Regions from separate parts of the Mus musculus genome. Here regions 1 and 3 are each linked to region 2. The links are chromatin contacts, called in public Hi-C and promoter capture Hi-C maps. All regions are on one chromosome and are shown on one strand. Each heading gives the region's core, a stretch centred on a gene start, on an enhancer-like site or on the middle of the called end of the contact. The rest is flanking DNA. Distances are from core to core; before and after follow the strand shown. Region 1 has its middle 23 kb from the start of Sema4d. Region 2 overlaps Sema4d (sema domain, immunoglobulin domain (Ig), transmembrane domain (TM) and short cytoplasmic domain, (semaphorin) 4D). Region 3 holds the start of Sema4d (sema domain, immunoglobulin domain (Ig), transmembrane domain (TM) and short cytoplasmic domain, (semaphorin) 4D).

Region 1 (3,558 bases), core at 572-3,071, 110 kb before region 2:
AGACACGCTGCATCTGTAGAAAACGCAGTGGGGAATGGACTGGCAGATCACAGCCTTCTTGCTTGCCCGAAGCAGGAGGAAGTACTCTTCTGGGAGAAGAGAGTTTTGCAGAAGAACTTCTGGATACCAGCAAGAGCTTCTGTGGACATGCTGTCAGTGACAGTGACACACACACACACACACACACACACACACACACACACACACACCATGTTCTCTGCTCTTAGCCTCTTGAGTAACCCCATTTTAACCTGTCTAAGCTGGTGCCTCAGCGGTTAGGGAAAGGTTCCCTCTGGGCAGTGTGGCCAGTCTGCACCTGGCTCAACAGTTGTCACATGGATCTTGCAGAGGTTGGCACAGTCTTGCTGTGAGCTGGGGCCTGAGAGGCTAAGGCTAGCAATAAGGAGGGCAGTTAGGAATCCCTAGGGAGGATTGGTGCCTATTTCCCTCCTCATCATGGAATGAGGCTCACACATCCTCTGGCCCAGCCACATCATCTGCCTGGTCTTAGCCTCAGGGAGTCTTTTGTTTGAATTGTTTATGGTCTGTACAGTCATGTACATGCCTACAGGACCTACAGATACTGGGGCAGTAATGGCCATGCCTAGCTATAGTTTGAAAGAAGGACACCAAGACTCAAATCTGGGCTGTTCTAGGTACTGCCTCCTGGTCAAGTGTATGCTATGCGGGTTTTATGATTTTTGTAAATGACTTAATTCCTCTAAAAAGAAACGAGTTCCTTGTTCGGGGAAATGGTCCCAAATGGAGCTGGGCAGAGCATTTAGTCAGTAAAGTACTTGCCTTGCAGGCATAAAGAACTGAGTTCAGTTCCAGCAGCTACAGAATAAAAAGCTAGATGTGGTGATTTGCCCTAGCAATCTAAGTGCCGGAGGGGCCAGGCAGCCTAACCAGTGAGTCCCTGGGTCAGTGGGAAAACCAGCTCAAAAAATAGATAGTTCCTGAGTTCTCTAGCTGAAAAACAGACAGACGACAGGCAGGCAGGCAGGCAGGCAGGCAGGCAGGCAGGCAGGCAGACAGACAGACAGACAGACAGACAGACACACACACACACACACACACACACACACACACACACACACACACACAGCAGTATATGTTCACAAAAAAAGGAAAGAAAAGGAAGGAAAACTGTCCCATGAAGTGGAATGGGGAAGCCTGACTCAATCACACTACTGCCTACTGCCTCAGATGGTCAAGTTCAGAAGCAATCAGTGAGGCCCTAAGACAGCAGCATAGACAGTGATCCACAGTCCATGGCTCTCTGCAGACAGAGCCTAATGCAGGCAAGTGGCTGTTCTTATCAAGTGTCTATAGCTGCTTCTGAGAGGCCTGGTGCTCACACCAGGCTAAAATTCACCAAGCAAGTCCTATGGTCTTAAAAACAAAAACAAAGCAAAAAATCAAGCATGGTTTCCGAATCTTGCTTTCCGGTCAACCATGGAACCTGAGGGTCAAGAACAAAACTAGGCAGCCATGAAGAATGCTCTCTGCTGTTGGCTGGGGAGCCCAATTTCATTGTGGACTTGCCTTGATTCTATTTCAAAGACCAGATAGAAATGTGTGCCGGAATTATCTTTCCTTCAGTCGTGTAAATGACATCATGGCATAGAAACGTACTTGTGTTCATTTAGAAAGAGCAGAAATTGTATTCCCACCCCCCTCAACGTGATGAATGCCATCTTAGGAAAATCGGGCCCAGAGCAGCCAGCCATCTGGCAAGGCTTGTTATTATGCATGGCCCAACCTCATGCGTGTTATCCTGGGTGTGCACACATGTTATGTGTTTACGGCAGGAGCCCCTGGGCTGCTCTCTTGCCTTGAAGACTGTAAGCAAAGAGGTGGGTCTAAATCATAGCTCTGTCCTACCCTGTGCAAAGCAGTGTCTCTTAACTGTGTCCCTGGTTGGGGATGTCACCAATTATAGTCTGAAAACATGCTGCATTGTGTCCAGCCAGGCCAAGAGGCAGCCCTTTCTGCTCTGGAAAATGGCTGTTCCCGCCAGCCCTTCAGCTGCCTCCTGCCTGGCAGCCTGCCTATGATAGATAGCTCCTCTGCAGATGGTCCAAGTTACCAGACAGAGCCAGGCTCAGAACTACCCATGGACCTAAGATGACTTCTCTCTGATCTATTCTTCTGGGAGCATGATTCCAGAGAAACCTATCAGTTTGCCTCTGAGATCCCATAAATCCTCGCCTGGAGTTCTTCATTTGGATGTCACCCTTCTGTGTCGCTGTCATATCAGACAACTCTTGACACAGGGCTGAGGGCCTCCTTCCCATCCCATGAGAACAGGAAGCACTGTTGTGTCTGGGTCTCCCACTGAAGCCGGATGGAGCTCATGAGTGACTCATTATTTTCTGTACGTTTATTTATATTCTAACTGATAAACACAATACTTTAAAGTCAGAAGACCTTCGCCTCGGGAGGATGAGGCAAGGCAAGGAAATAAAGTGCTGGAAGTTATTAAAGGACAGAGAAGAAAGCAAAGCAAAACCAGCTGGGAACAGAAAATAAGGAAGTTGAGGAGAGTAAGCAGGTACCTTGTAGTCTCAGCTACCGGAGAGGCTGAGGCAGGGGGAGCTCTTGAGCCAGGGTGTTTAAGACTAGACTAGGTGTGATGATTTGACTAGGTTTGGCCCAGGGAGTGGCACTATTTGGAGGTGTGACCCTGTTGGAGTGGGTGTGGCCTTGGAGTGGGTATGTCACGGTGGGCGTGGCCTTTAAGACCCTCATCCTAGCTGCCTGGAAGCCAGTATTCTGCTAGCAGCCTTCAGATGAAGATGTAGAACTCTCAACTCCTCTTGTACCAAGCCTTCCTAGATGCTACCATGTTCCTGCCTTGATGATAATGGACTGAACCTCTGAACCTGTAATCCAGCCCCAATTAAATGGTGTCCTTATAAGAGTTGCCTTGGGATGGGCAGTGGTGGCACACACTTTGGGAGGCAGAGGCAGGTGGATTTCTGAGTTCGAGGCCAGCCTGGTCTACAGAATGAGTTCCAGGACAGCCAGAGCTATACAGAGAAACCCTGTCTCAAAAAAAAAAAAAAAAAAGAGTTGCCTTGGTCATGGTGTTTGTTCACAGCAGTAAAACCCTAACTAAGACACTAGGGCAACAAAGTAAGACTCCGAGAGGCGGGGTGGGGGTGGGGGGTGGAGCAGGGGGTTGGGGGGCGCTTGGCAGTTAAGGCATTTGTTGCTCTTCCAGAGGACCCAAAGTTGGTTCCCAGCATCTATATGGGATGGTTCACAATCTCCTGTAATGAAAACTCCAGGGAATGCAAAGCTGTTCTGGCTGCTGCAGGCGTATGCACACACACATGCAAACATACATGCATACACACACACACACACACGTAAAATTTAAAATATTTCCTTTTCAAAAGAAATAAATGAGAGAGGCTGAGGAGATGGCTCAGTTGTTAACGTGCCTGCTGCTCAAGTATGAATATCAAGGTTTAGACACCCCCACCCCCCAGAACTCTCATAAATGTCGAGTGGACATGGTGGCCCACCTGAAATTCTGACCCCAGAACG
Region 2 (3,410 bases), core at 479-2,978:
CTGTTCCCACCCACAGTCCTGCATGATGCCACTCCAAGATTCCTCTCTGGAAGTGTGGCCATCTCCTATGGGTAGAGACCCCTGCGGCAAAGTTTAATGTACAGTTGAGGCACAGTAAGAGACCAGCAATAAGAGTTTTAGAGGTATGTGCATGGTTTCTCTTGAGACCCAAAGTAGGATTGGGAAGATGGCTTAGTGGTTAAAATGCTTACCACGGAAACAAAAGGACCAGCGTTCAGATCTCCAGAACCTATAGATGCTGAGCGGATCCTCTGTAGAAAAGTGGAGATAGGGCCTGCTAGTGGGGCTGTCCTCATCGGCAAGCTCTGAGTTTGATTATGAGACCTTGCCTCAAAGAATAAGGTGGATGGTTCCTGACATCAACTTCTGGCCTCCAGATGCACCCACACACGAACACTCATATAGAGACACACCGCACATACACACATACATGAAAGGAAAGAAACTCAAAGAGGAAAAAATTAGTCAGAGTGAGCACTTGTGATATTTTCAGTGTGTCACTAATCACAGGTAACTGAAATTGCAGAAAATGCAATCACGCACACGGGAGCCGCCTTATTTCTTTCCAGCCCAGAGTGGAGTATAGTTTGTAACTGTCTGTGTTGTCTCAGTCGTCAGCTCCCTGAAAATGACTAGGATTGAGCAGGCAAAGAGGGCACAAAAGGAGCTCTTAGTGGATGATCATGTGTTTGCCCTAGGATGGTCTGCGGGGCCAGGGTCTGTGGTGGGAAGGAGGCCTCCCATCACTTGTTTAACTCCTGGGTCACAGCTGGGAATGCTGCAGGAGCCAAAGCCAGTGGCACGCTGATGTGACACAGATGGGGTGGTTTTGCTTGTCATTGAATGTGTTTGGCTCTTTTCGTATTCTGTGATCCTGTCCCACATGGAAGTATTGCTTTGGTTACATAACTTGTCTTCAGTATTCTTGGGCTAGGCCGTGGTTGGGGACATATGGACGCCTGCTTCTGTGGCTAGTCATCTGTCCTGCCTCTACCATGTGCTGTCTCTGGAATTCCAGGGCGACCAGGGCGGCCTGCGGACTTTGCAAAAAAAGTGGACCTCCTTCCTAAAGGCCAGGCTGATCTGCTCCAAGCCAGACAGTGGCCTGGTCTTCAACATACTTCAGGATGTGTTTGTGCTGAGGGCCCCGGGCCTCAAGGAGCCTGTGTTCTATGCGGTCTTCACCCCACAGCTGTGAGTTCACTTGTGAGTCCCTTGGCAGTTGGGGCCTGGTCACCCTGACGACCTCCTGCCCTCCTGACACTCTCACGGATTCCCCTCCACAGGAACAATGTGGGTCTGTCAGCGGTGTGCGCCTACACACTGGCCACGGTGGAGGCAGTCTTCTCCCGTGGAAAGTACATGCAGAGTGCCACAGTGGAGCAGTCTCACACCAAGTGGGTGCGCTACAATGGCCCAGTGCCCACTCCCCGACCTGGAGCGGTAAGCAGGGTCTCGAGCTCTGGGGAGGGCTCATCTTCTCTGGATCTCAAGGCCCCCCAAGCATGAGACCACACAGATCCTAGTGCATCCCGGCAGAGGGTTGCATGGCAACAGGAATCTGGGTGCTGGGCTGAGTAGCTGCCGGGCCTGGGGTGAACAGTGAAGCTGTTCCTTTCTGATCTCCTCTGTGTTGGGTAGCAGGCCTCACTGCATGCTGCCCGGACGAGAGAGTCTACCGCCGGGCTCCTTTGAGAAGTGGACATTGCACAATGGCAGGCTTGCTTCATTTCCCATTTCCTGCAGACAAAAAAAACCTGTTTGTCAGCCTGGGCTGTCTCCTGAGGCAGCCTGTCCACTAGATAACAGGAATCATATTCTTTCCTCCTAGATACAGTAAATTAGTAAAGAAAATTCTAGGGTTGCCTGCATATTGTTGCCACGTGGTGGATGGGTGTGGGTATGGAGGGGCTTGGCTCTTGAAGCTCTCCCAGGATGGACTGTTCTGTGAGTGTCTGGCCTCGACACCTGGTTATTCTCATAACTCATAATTCAGGTGTTCAGTAAAACATGGCTAGGGAGCTGGGACCAAAAAAAAAAAACTCTTTACAACTTTTTTTTCTTTTGTGCTACCCAGAATCTGGCTTTCTCTCCTCTCTCTCCTCTCTCTCTCTCTCTCTCTCTCTCTCTTTCTCTCTCTCTCTCTCTCTCTCTCTCTCTCTCTCTCTCTCTCTCTCTCTCTCTCTCTCTCTTTCTCTGTGTGTGTGTGTCTGTATAACAATATTTAACAAGCTTCCTTTGGCATACTTTCTTCTCATAGAAAAGCTGTGAAATGAGTGCTTTTTAATCTGGAAGTTTGCTAAGTTTTTTCATTGGCTACTAATTCCTCTACTGATCCTGAGACAATTATGTCCCGTGGCTTTAAAAGCACAGCTCTTTGTCTCTGGGGAGGTCACCTTAGCCCCTGTTACTCTTTGGAGAAGTGTGACCATGGCCCTCCAGGGCTTCTCTTCTGTGTGCTCAGTTGAAGCTAAGTGGGCATGTGACCGCGGTGCTTTTACCCCACAGTGTATCGACAGTGAGGCCCGGGCAGCCAACTACACCAGCTCCTTGAATCTCCCAGACAAAACACTGCAGTTTGTAAAAGACCACCCTTTGATGGATGACTCAGTGACCCCGATAGACAACAGACCCAAGCTGATCAAAAAAGATGTAAACTACACCCAGATAGTGGTAGACAGGACCCAGGCCCTGGATGGGACTTTCTACGACGTCATGTTCATCAGCACAGGTGGGTTCCTTGGTAAGATTGGGAAATTCACTTTTAGCCATCTATAGGTAGGTTTGGTCTCTCCAGGTACCAGGAAGGTTTGTGACAGCAGAAAAGGATTTCTGAGGTATCACAGCACCTGGGATTATGAGTCTCTGTGGCCATCAGGCACCTGGGGCACTGGTTACTAATGCAAGTCCCAACCTGTCGTACCTGGGCTGGAGTGGAGTTAAATAGTCCCTGTTGTCATGGGACTAGTGGGACTGGCCTGGTATTTCCTAATTGGTAGTGGGAGACTCTGCCCCCTCCTAGGTAGGAGCCAGGTTCTGTCCTGCCCCGAGCTGCCTTTGGAGATGCAACTCTCTCTCAGATGTCTTCTGGGATGGGGATGGAAAGTTGGAGCATGGCAGCTGCCAGAGCCCCAGGGGCTACCCTTAGAGCTTCCCAGATGACTTGAACATTTTGCCCTCGTCTGCCTGCCTGGGCCCCTAACCTCCCCTGGAAGACCAGTAAAGTGCAACGGCCACCTTATACTGAATGTGGCTCAGGTGTCAGGGTGTAACCTTGTTGGTGAAGGTCATTGGAATCCACCATAGGACAGGGTTGTCCTCTTCTGAGTGCCCCATTGAGGGGATGGCTTGAGTTATCCACGAGTGTGAGTGGTTGCCGCCAAGGCTGG
Region 3 (3,167 bases), core at 375-2,874, 83 kb before region 2:
TGGTCGGCAACCTTCCTGATGCTGTGACCCTGTGATAGTGTTCCTCCTGTTGTGATGGCTCCCCAACCATAAAATTAGTTTTGTTGCTACTTTGTAACTGTAATTTTGCTACTGTTATGAATTATAATGTAAATATCTGTGTTCTCCAATGGTCTTAGGTGACCCCTGTGAACAAGACCTTCGAATTCCCACCCTCAAAGGGTTCTTGACCCACAGGTTGAGAAACACAGCCCTAGAGCAAAGACAACCGACCCTCCTCTGGTTGGTTCTACTGTTTTGACCTCTAGTAGGCCTATTGTGCTCTCTGAGCCAGCACTGACTGGCACACCTAACCTGAAGAAGCTTCCTGGTTCTTTCTAGGACCTTCTATCCTTTAGGAAGGGCTTGCTCAGTTTAACTGCTGTCAGCTGCCTGCCTTCCCAACAGCCTCATCCCTGCTGGAAGCCCCTAAGGGCCTTCTGGAATTCAGGAAGCCACCAGTCTGCCTAGAGACTGGTCTTGATCTATTTCTTGGTTCTTCCGGCAGGTTCATTAAGGAACTGGGTTTCCTTTTAGGGAGGGACTGTGTCTCTGGGCAGCACTTCCCACCTGGCCAGTTACTGTGTGAACTGAGGGTCACTTCTCCCTTCAAGGGCAGAAAAGGACATGCCCTGTGGCTGCAGTGTGTGTGTGTGTCTGTGTGTGTGTACCCATGCAATATGCCATGAGGTCAACCCAGGTGTTGTCCACTTAGTTTTAGGAGACAGGGTCCCTTACTGAAATCTGAGTCTGACTTCGGATTAAGTAAGGCAGGCTGGCTGGCCAGTGAACTCCATCCAGGGTTCCACCAATAGTCTCTGCCTCAACACTGGGATTACAACAAAGCACCACTGTCTGGGTTTTTTTTTAATCATAGGTTCTGGAGCACCAACCTCAGAAAGCATGTTAAGGACCTGGCTATGTCTACCCTTTGTACCAACCAACTTCGGAAGGCCCAGAATTAGTTAGAAATGTATCTCATCGGGAGCTGCATACAGGAAGCCTTGGTCCATGGGAAGAACCACCCACACCTTGCATTGAGAACCCCAAAGGGTCTATCCTAGATCATAAAGGTAAGAGCCCAGCATCTCTGGGGTCAACGCTGGTGACCCCAGAGCATGGGGCACAGGAGACTTTGGGGACCTGGACGAGCAGGCTGGATCATTAGGAGGCTGAAAGGATCAAAAGGCTCCTTTTGCTGGTAATCTCCTCTGTTTTCAAGAGACCAGACTTGGGTAGGAAAGAGCCCCTGGGGTCTGGACCATGGGGCTTTGGGGGATGGGGGACGGGGGGGGGGGGACACGGGGGAAGAGGACGAGGGAGTTGGATGAAAAGAGGAAGAGGTGGTGGAAGGTAAATGGGGAAGGAAAGGAAGGGAGGGAGAAAGGAAACAAGAGGGGAGCAGGAGAAAAAGACTGGGGTAGGTGAAGACAGGGGCGGGGCGCGGGAGGGCAAGGAAGAAGGGAGAGAGGTTGGGGTGAGAGGAGGGACTAGGAGGAAGGGGGAGGGGCGAAGGGAGGGAAGAGACGGGAGGGGGAGGGGAGGAGGCGGGAAGGGAGGGAGAGGGGGTGGGGCCTGCACGCTAGCCCCGCGCCCTCCTTCCCCACGCCGGCCTCCGCTCCCTCTCGCGCCGCAGCATCTCCGCGCGTCTCCCGGCCTCCCCGACTCAAGCTCCTGGCGCCGTTCGCCTCTGTCGTCGCTGCCACCAACGCCGCCGCCATTCTTGGCGCGGAGCTGGCCTGGCCAGCCCCCGCCGAGAGCCTCCGCGGGTCGGACGCGCGCTCCAGGTAAGCGACTGGGCCGGCGCGGGAGGAGCGCGCGCGGGGTTGGGCAGGTGCGCGGAGCGCGGCGAGCCCCCGCGGTAAACCTAGGAACCCTGTTGGAGCCTCTCCTGCGACCCCCTCGGGGCTCCCAGGATCCCTCTCCGAGCTTCTTCCCCAGGTTCTCCCACACCGCTAGGACCTAGTCTGCATTCCCACCTGGATGCCCCCGGACTCCCTCTGCGTTCGCATCAGGATCCTTTGGGTCCCCTCTGAGTCCCATCCGGATTCCTCACCCCCCTCTACATTTCCACCGCGTTTTCCAGACCCTCTCTGCAGTTCCACCCCAGCCCGGATCTCTCTCCGGCGTCCCTTCCCTAGCTCCCGCCAGGCCCTGGCAGGCAGGTGGCTGGAGCAGGGACACGGGACAGGCAGCGGATGCGACTTGACCAGCCAGGCCCTGCACGCTGGGACCCCCGGGTGCTGACTCCTTGATCGGTGCCTCCCAGGTCAGGCCCGGTGCCCGTAGCCGGGCTCCCAGCCCCGGCCTAACCAGCTTCTATTTCGGTCTCCCAGGCCTTGGCTCGGGTGCACCGGATGTGGCGCGGTGCACTCAGACAGGTGCGGCCGCGGTGAGGTTGCCACCGCCGGGCAGTGGGCACTGCAAGGCGGTGGCTTCCTGGAAGATTCGGGCTGCGTTATTCTAGAACCGCCCGGAACCACCACCAGCTTTAGCTCGAGCTGCACCTGTTGCTGGCGCCCGATGATTTGCAGGGGGCTGGTTCTGTTGGGGCTCAGCCAGTTATGGCTTGGGGAAAAAAATCAGCCAAAAAACAAAACAGCGCTGAGCACGTAGCTGCCCTCTATATGTTTTCTGTTTAGTCTCTCTGTGGGTGAATGTGGAGTTTTGGCTTTCAATGAAGCATGTGGTGAAGGCCTGCCCCTACATACTGGGTCATTTGCCACATGAACTTGTCCTGCTTTTGTTTTGAAAACCCTCACTGTGTGGAGCACAGCCCAGGCCCGTGGGTGGCCCAACCTCTCACTGGACTGGGGGCCTGTAGCCAGCCATCTGACCCAGCTGTGGGTCTACCAGGCGCTACCAAACGGAAGTTTCCTTCCCAGGAGGGTGAAGTGACACCAGCGGTCTGTCACTTCATATGTGCCCCTGGCGTCTGACTTGTCTCTTGTCTGCCCAGGCAGGCAGGGTTATTTGGGAATGTTTACAGTGTCCCAGAAGCAGGCAGTCTTGGGCAGAGGTGGGGGTAGATCCCGGTAGCGACTATAATGGCCTGATTGTCATTTTGACCGTTGCTGTCTGTGTGCATCACGTCAGAGCGATCATCTGTTGAGAAGCGGAATGGATAGAATAGTGAGCAGGGATGTTGG

What was found. Promoter capture Hi-C pulls out the DNA fragments that hold promoters and counts their contacts. Hi-C and Micro-C count contacts between places; a contact is called where the count stands out from the background.
Region 1: a Hi-C map of bone marrow-derived macrophages shows a contact between it and region 2, with 44 read pairs. The contact joins two enhancer-like sites. A contact is called at or near these places in 1 of 39 promoter capture datasets (the 3T3-L1 cell line), 2 of 15 datasets of contacts at CTCF or cohesin (CD8 T cells and large pre-B cells), 63 of 484 Hi-C or Micro-C datasets (the 63-12 cell line, B cells, the BV-2 cell line and 42 more), 11 of 115 datasets of contacts at active chromatin or transcription factors (CD8 T cells, the HPC-7 cell line, T-cell acute lymphoblastic leukemia and 6 more) and 3 of 9 other capture datasets (adipose tissue, embryonic stem cells and liver).
Region 3: a promoter capture Hi-C map of neutrophils shows a contact between it and region 2, with 4 times the contacts expected there. The contact joins the promoter of Sema4d here to the enhancer-like site in region 2. A contact is called at or near these places in 8 of 39 promoter capture datasets (the C10 cell line, the HPC-7 cell line, embryonic stem cells and 5 more), 1 of 15 datasets of contacts at CTCF or cohesin (CD8 T cells), 27 of 484 Hi-C or Micro-C datasets (B cells, CD4 T cells, ECoMG-derived neutrophils and 19 more), 21 of 115 datasets of contacts at active chromatin or transcription factors (the 230-238 cell line, CD8 T cells, the HPC-7 cell line and 13 more) and 3 of 9 other capture datasets (adipose tissue, liver and pancreatic islet).

Annotation. Positions count from the first base shown.
Region 1 is chr13:51,815,129-51,818,686 of GRCm38.p6, reverse strand. No RefSeq gene overlaps it. Among named protein-coding and RNA genes, the nearest start is that of Sema4d, 23 kb to the right of the region's middle. Within about 2 kb of position 1,821, at least 84 of the 459 cell types and tissues checked have an H3K27ac peak or open chromatin away from gene starts, as enhancers often do. A contact at or near this core is called in bone marrow-derived macrophages, erythroblasts and microglia, where this site is marked.
Region 2 is chr13:51,709,254-51,712,663 of GRCm38.p6, reverse strand. Sema4d (sema domain, immunoglobulin domain (Ig), transmembrane domain (TM) and short cytoplasmic domain, (semaphorin) 4D) reads left to right here. Exons shown (of 16, transcript NM_013660.5): 10 at 1,040-1,215; 11 at 1,308-1,464; 12 at 2,530-2,752. Among named protein-coding and RNA genes, the nearest start is that of Secisbp2, 59 kb to the right of the region's middle. Within about 2 kb of position 1,728, at least 38 of the 459 cell types and tissues checked have an H3K27ac peak or open chromatin away from gene starts, as enhancers often do. A contact at or near this core is called in bone marrow-derived macrophages, erythroblasts, hematopoietic stem and progenitor cells and 2 more, where this site is marked.
Region 3 is chr13:51,792,135-51,795,301 of GRCm38.p6, reverse strand. Sema4d (sema domain, immunoglobulin domain (Ig), transmembrane domain (TM) and short cytoplasmic domain, (semaphorin) 4D) reads left to right here and starts at 1,624. Exons shown (of 16, transcript NM_013660.5): 1 at 1,624-1,805.